Regions from separate parts of the Capra hircus genome. Here region 1 is linked to region 2. Evidence: chromatin contacts called from public Hi-C data. All regions are on one chromosome and are shown on one strand. The core of a region is the stretch at or near the end of the contact, and the rest is flanking DNA. Distances in the headings are between cores, read along the strand shown.

Region 1 (3,314 bases), core at 630-3,129, 200 kb after region 2:
TGCCTTGTAGGTGGTTAGCAGCATCGCTGGGATCTCTCCACCCCACGCCCATGGCACACACAGCTCCTCCCTGTCCCCAGCCGTGACAACCTGCATGTCCTCAGACTTCACCACATGTGCCCTGTGGGGCAGAATCTCCCCTGGTTGATAATCGCTACTCTGCAGGGCCAATCACCACAATGCTGAGTGGAGGGGAACGGACCTGGGTAGGGGGTGGGTAACACGATGGAAAAAACAGATGAGACTTACAGCCTTGGGGGGAGACAGCAGGCAGAGATCTGTGAAGTAGCCAAATAAATAAATGTAAAATGAAGTTCGTGAGGGTTTTGTGATGGACTTCAGAACACCCGTGGCCGAACACGCAGGCATATTGGTGGTATTTCAGTAATTGTTCATGGGCACACAAAAGCTTTTTAAGAGGAAGAATAGCAACTTGAGGACATGCATTGATTATTTTACTCTCCCCCTTCCATTAAAAAAAAAAAAGAGTCTTCTATATAATACCTGAGTAGTCGCAAGGCATTTATTATTTCTGTTCTAATGGTTGCAAAACTTTGAGCAGATACCCAGAGGAATCAGAGGAATGCAGTCAAAGCTGAAGTAGCTTAAGATGTGAGTGGTTATGATACAAGACAATATGTCCCTGACAAGACAAAACCAACCCAGCAGGGTGTTTGAACGTGTTTTTCCCATCAGTTTCCACTCTGAAGTGTGATGTGTGGGTGACATACCTCTGGTTGTTGCTTCTGTGTCGCTGCCCTCATCGGGCAGGAATTCCCCACAGTCTACTCTCTCTCTCTCTTTTTTTTTTTTTTTGGCCATACTTTGAAATGTGGGAACTTAGTCCTCTGACCAGGGATCAAATCCACACCCTCTGCATTGGAAGCTTGGAGTCTTAACCACGGGATTCCCAGGGAAGTCCCCCACAGCCCACTCTGAGTCTTAGTTTCCCCATCCATGAAGAAAGGGAGTCACCAGTGTTTTTAGCTCATTTCTGGCACAGAATCTGCAGAATCCTCTCTCCCTGTGGCTCCCTGGGGAGCATCTCCATGCACTGGTCCTCCCATCTCCTCGAAACCCCCAAGCTCTCCTGTCCAGTTTGGAAACCACTCCATCAGGCATCCACCGAGGTCTGTTCCATTTTCCAGGTAGTTTTCTCTATGTTCCTGCGTCCTCCCCCAGTCTTCCTAGTGTGTCTATAGAGGCAAAGCTGAGCAAATCTGGTGTGCAGCAGTTGCCACTCTGGCTTAGCAGGATGTGGGCACCATCACTTATCCTCACCCCCACCCAGGGCAGGGGTACCCTGGCCCTGCAAGATGTGACCACTCTTCTTGGAAAGTCACAACAGACATGAGATCAGGGCAGACACACTTGCTGCTCTGCTTCCAGCCCTGCAGCCACAGGCTCTAGGGGTGAGGATGGGACAAAACTGGTCCCCAACCCTGTGCCTCCCGGGCCTCTCACCACCCTCATAAAAGACCAGGGAGGCCTGCTCTTCAGAGAGTCATTGAAGTGTGTTATCTGTGATGCATGTTTATGAGGCATCTTTATAGTAATAAAGTGTTCTACTTAGGAGCAAAGCAAACATAATAGTGTATTATCAATTACAAAGTGACTCTCTCTTTAACTAGAGGCACTTAAAATCCTGTCCCTTTGTAGCAGGGGCCTCTGCTTAGATCTGAGTTGGACGAAGACACTTCAGGGAGAGCAGGGGGCAGGTGGGTGTGGTCCCCGAGCAGAGGGTCTGTGTTAAGGAATAGGGCAGATCCGCCATCAACATGAGGTCCTGTGACCTGGACTGGCCTCCAGCCCATGCCGAGAAGATGCTGTGAAGGAGCGATCCCCCAAATTGTCCATGGATCTCCACACCTCAGGGTGTGTTGAAGCTGGCAGCCCCCACCTTGTGGGTTCTGCAGTGGCCCTACCCTGGAGAGGGTGTGGCAGCGGGTGGAGCCTCAGGTGCCGGGGAGCCCCGAGCCCATGTGTACAGCGAGACATGGACCTCTCACAGCTGAGATGCATCAGAGAGCTTGCACCTCTTCTTGGCGGATATGGGTGATAGACATACACACTCTGTTTCCTGGTGAGGATTAAACCTGATGTCGTTGTTTAGTCACTGAGTCGTGTCCAACTCTCACAATCCTATGGACTATAGCGCACCCCCTCTCCCAGCCCCACCGGCTCCCTCTGTCCATAGGCTTCTCTAGCAAGAATACTGGAGTAGATTGCCATACCCTCCTCCAGGGGATTAAAAAACATAAAAGTCATACAACACAGTGGGTATCATGAGCCCCACTGGTCAGAAAGCACTCGCAGCTGGCACAGCAGAGACCCCGCGAAAGCTCTCTCTCGGCGAGTCTCTCATCATGCAGGGGTGTGTTCAGCCCCACCCTTAGGGCATACCACCCTCCCCACTGTCCTCTACCCAGTCATCCTGTTCCATGAGAGGAGGAGGCGTCCTGAATGTCAGCTCAAGATAAATAATTAGTTTACTGGAAAGTGTGGGGTGACTGAATCTGTAATTTGCATCATTAAGAGAAGTGAAGAAAGAATTAAGATACATTAAGGCTGTGGGGTGTAATATGTGAATAAGTACTTCATAATAATAAACACCTTTGTAATTTCTAAAAACACACATCTGTTTTCCAGTTTAACCCTGTATTTCTTCTAACTCTAAGCATCACTGGAGCCTATCCTGTCATCTAAGCACGAGAACACACAGTCTTTAAAAGGGTAGGCTTGCCAGTGAAACAGGCTCATTTCTCTGTTGTTGTTTTTTAGTAGCTCAATCATGTCCGACTCTTTGTGACCCCATCAACTGTAGCCCACCAGGCTCCTCTGTCCATGGGATTTTGCAGGCAAGAATACTGGAGTGGATTGCCACTTCCTTCTCCCGGGGATCTTCCCTACCCAGGGATCTAACCCATGTCTCTTACATTGCAGGCATATTCTCTACTGCTGAGCTACCAGGGAAGCCCCATTTCTCTGTTACTATCCCTGCTAAGCGCTACAGGTCTCTCTTCTTCAGTCTCTCTTGCTGTTCTTTGGGCAGCTTCCTGCAGTATTCAGGGCACGTTTTTATACAAGGTCTCTCTGAACATTTTACAGAGTTTTCCCAGCTTTTACCCTGACTTTTTATGGCTCCACTGACTAAAGTTCTATTCTCTGGTCTAATCATTGCTTTCAGAGCATAAATCTAATTTTGATGGAGGGAATGTAATTCAGTCTCTACCTCTTACACCTTGCAGGTTATTTTGGCGGCCAGAAGCTTTTCCCCACAGACTGGAAACCCGCCCACCACTCTTCCCCTCTGT
Region 2 (3,393 bases), core at 254-2,753:
ACAGATTCCAAATACTTAAACAAAGCTTGTCTGACCTTTACTTCTTACTTCCAATTAAATGGCCCAATTTCCTGCCACTGTTCCTGAGATGACTTCAATGGGCCCACCTCAGCCTCCTGGACACTGATTCTTAACACACTCCAGATGGTCCTAGAGGTTGGCGTGATGCCCAGAATGGAACACAGTATCCTAGGCATGTTTAACCAAGGACTAGAATGAGTTTCTAGCACCCTTTTGTTGGGAATTTTTAAAAAAACATTTATTTCTTTATTTGGCTGCGCCAGGTCACTTAGTTGTGGCATTCAGGACCTTTCAGCTGTGGCAGGTGAACTTTTAGCTGCAGCATATGGGATCTAGTTCCCTGACCAGGGATTGAACCCCGGGCCCCCGGCATTGGGAGCTCACAGTCTTAGCCACTGGACTACCAGGGAAGTCCTGTCTCAAGCCTTTTTGTTATGAGAAATATCTGTTAAATTAGCTCGAGCTGATTGGTTTTCTGCCTTCACTTCACATACTTGGCTTCTTAATGAGTTTTCAGTATTTAAAAGGCCACGTTCGCTCTGCTACACAGACGTGTCACTGCAGTCTTGCACCTGTATGGTGCCCCTTCCGTACCTGGGTAGCCATCCACATCCACTGGTTTCTGTTAAGTTCTCCCTCGCCAGATTGACCCCAGCCTGGACTTTGGCCCAGCTTATCAACAGGTGAACTAGTTTATTCCAGCCATGAATTAGAGCAGATCAGTGGGCATGCAGGCCCTCATGCAAGTCCCCGATCCCGGTGAACAAGGCCCAGAACCGAGCCTGCCGTTACATAATCGAGCTGATGCTGATCCACAGCGAGCAGTCATTCAACCAGATGCAAGCTCGCCTAACAGCGAATCACCTTCTAGCCCACATTTCTCCAGCTGACCCGCAGGGGAAAAAAGGAGGATTTTCAAATGTCGTGCTGAAAACCAGATACACAATGTCTATATCATATCCTATACCCTGAAGATAACAGAGACATAAGTGTTATGCCCTGAGAAGCTGGGATCCTCTGTTCAAATTGATGAGTCAAAGATGAGGGAGGGTAATAGTCCCTGGGAGGGAAACGCCTTCACCGCTGCCATGAAACTACGTTTCCACCAGGGTAACCTTCCCATTCTGTTTTTATTCCATATGTTTAACCCGGCTGAACTTGTGACATCATTTAGAGGTCACGTCCTTTTAACTTCTTCCACGTCTGGATACCTTAGCCACATCCCTGCTGGTTACCATTCTACTGAATACATTCAGCTGCCACCTCTGGTCACCAGTAGAAAGGTTTCATCATGGTTTCTATCTCGGGCTCTAACGTGTGGACAAAGACCGGCTGAAGGGAATGCCAGCCAAGATCGAGACTGTCAAACTTGAAAGGACCTTGGTAACTGGAACTATACGCGTGTGAGATCAGCATTTGCTAACGGGGACAGCTCTTCCCTGGGGGCAGATGTGGGTCTGGGGCCGGACTGCTGGCTGGCTCGGCTGAGAGGGGGCGGGGCAGGCAGAGGCCCTGGGGGACCCAGGGTGGGAGTCCCCCCTGGGACCACCAGCAGCGGTCTTGCCTCTGGGATCTTGGGAAACTTGTTTCCTCATTATCAAATGGCAATAATGACAGTATCGGCCTCAGAAGATTATCATGGGGGTTTCCCTGGTGGTCCAGGGGTTAAGAATCTGCACACCAGTGAAGGGGACACAGGTTTGATCCCTAATCAGGAAGCTAAGATCCTACATGTTGAGGGGCAATTAAGCCTGCCCACCAAAACTAAGACTCGATGCAGCCAAATAATTTTTTTAGAAAACAAAGTTATTGTGATAATGAAATAAAATGTAAATACCCCTAGAATGCGACACTTCATGAGTGTTAGCTCTCACTCTCCTGCGCACGTGTGCTAAGTTGTTTCAGCTGTGTCTAACTCAAGGCTCCTCTGTCCGTGGGGATTCTCCAGGCAACAACACTGGAGTCGGTTGCCATGCCCTCCTCCAGGGGATCTTCCCAACCCAGGGATCGAACCCGCGTCTCTCATGTTTCCGGCATTGGCAGGCAGCTTCTTTACCCCTGTGCCACATGCCCAGAAATCTCTTCCGATTTGACTTTCACTCTCCCAGTAACTTTGCCTCCGGGAGAAGACAGGCTGTCTAGCCATCTTCCTGTTCTATTGCAGCTGTGTAGCTGTCACGAAATATTAGAATGCAGACTCCGCAAGAGCAGGGCTTTATCTGCTTTCTTTCGTACAGAATCCTCAGTACCTTAAACACTGTTTGGCACATAGTAGGTGCCTAAGTAAATGCACCCGGCTTCCTGGTTGTCCACATTCACTCTCTCTTTAGGTTGCTTATGCGGTTGAAGTAGATAAAGTGAGAAAATCTGAGCAGAACATTGAACACTACGGAAGCCCAACACATAAATACATACTCGACGAAGAGCAGCTATTATGGCGTTGACGTGACTCCCGGCAGGTTTACGGAAGGGAGATGAACAGCTATGGTCAGATGGAAACAAGATCAGGAACAGATGGGTTTTCTCTACTCTCGGAGTTTTCAGTCTAATAGGGAAGCTGACAAATTTTTAAATTGAATATATTAAGTGTACAGGATAATATGGTAACACCACATGAGGCTCATCCTAGGTCAGAGAGGCAGACAGGGCTGCTCTGACACACTACCCTATAAATGGAGACCTGAAAGGGAAACAGGATTTAGGTAAGTGAAGAGAAGCATCTGAAAAAGAATGGATATGTGTACGTATATAACTGAGTCATGTTGCTGTACCCCTGAAACGAACACAACATTGTAAATCAACTATGTTGCTATTGCTGCTGTTCAGTGCTAAGTCGTATCTGACTCTTTGTGACCCCATGGACTGTAGCCTTCCAGGCCCCTCTGTCCATGGGACTCTCCAGGCAAGAATACTGGAGTGGGTTGCCATGCCCTCCTCCAGGGGATCTTCCTGACCCAGTGAACGAATCCGCATCTGCTGCATTGGCAGGCAGATTCATTACCAACCGAGCCGCCAGGGAAATCAAATCGACTATAGTGTTTGTCATTCATTCGTGTCCGACTCTGCAACCCCATTGATTGTAACCTGCCAGTCTCCTCCATCTGGAGATTTCCCAGGCAAGAAAACTGGGGTGGGTTGCCTTTCCTTTCTCCATCCCGACCCAGAGATGGAACCCGGGACTCCCACACTGTAGGCAGATTCTTTACCATCTGAGCCACCAGAGAAGCCATATACTCGAATACACTCTAAAGTAAAAGTTTTTTAAAAAATCCCAGATATAGGGATCAGCTTGTACAAAGGCCCTCTGGTGAGGAAGAGCTTTGTTTGCCGGAAGCATGTAGCAACCAGGTGAAGTGTGGGGGGAGATGATGC

What was found. Hi-C and Micro-C count contacts between places; a contact is called where the count stands out from the background.
Region 1: a contact with region 2 is called in a Hi-C map of liver, with 5 times the contacts expected there. The contact joins two enhancer-like sites. A contact is called at or near these places in 3 of 5 Hi-C or Micro-C datasets (blood and liver).

The regions. Positions count from the first base shown.
Region 1 is chr8:5,621,547-5,624,860 of ARS1.2, forward strand. All of the region lies in intron 2 of GALNT7 (N-acetylgalactosaminyltransferase 7), which reads left to right. Among named protein-coding and RNA genes, the nearest start is that of HMGB2, 61 kb to the right of the region's middle. Within about 2 kb of position 1,880, at least 1 of the 5 cell types and tissues checked has an H3K27ac peak or open chromatin away from gene starts, as enhancers often do.
Region 2 is chr8:5,418,813-5,422,205 of ARS1.2, forward strand. The region is part of intron 11 of GALNTL6 (polypeptide N-acetylgalactosaminyltransferase-like 6); the gene reads left to right. Among named protein-coding and RNA genes, the nearest start is that of GALNT7, 120 kb to the right of the region's middle. Within about 2 kb of position 1,504, at least 1 of the 5 cell types and tissues checked has an H3K27ac peak or open chromatin away from gene starts, as enhancers often do.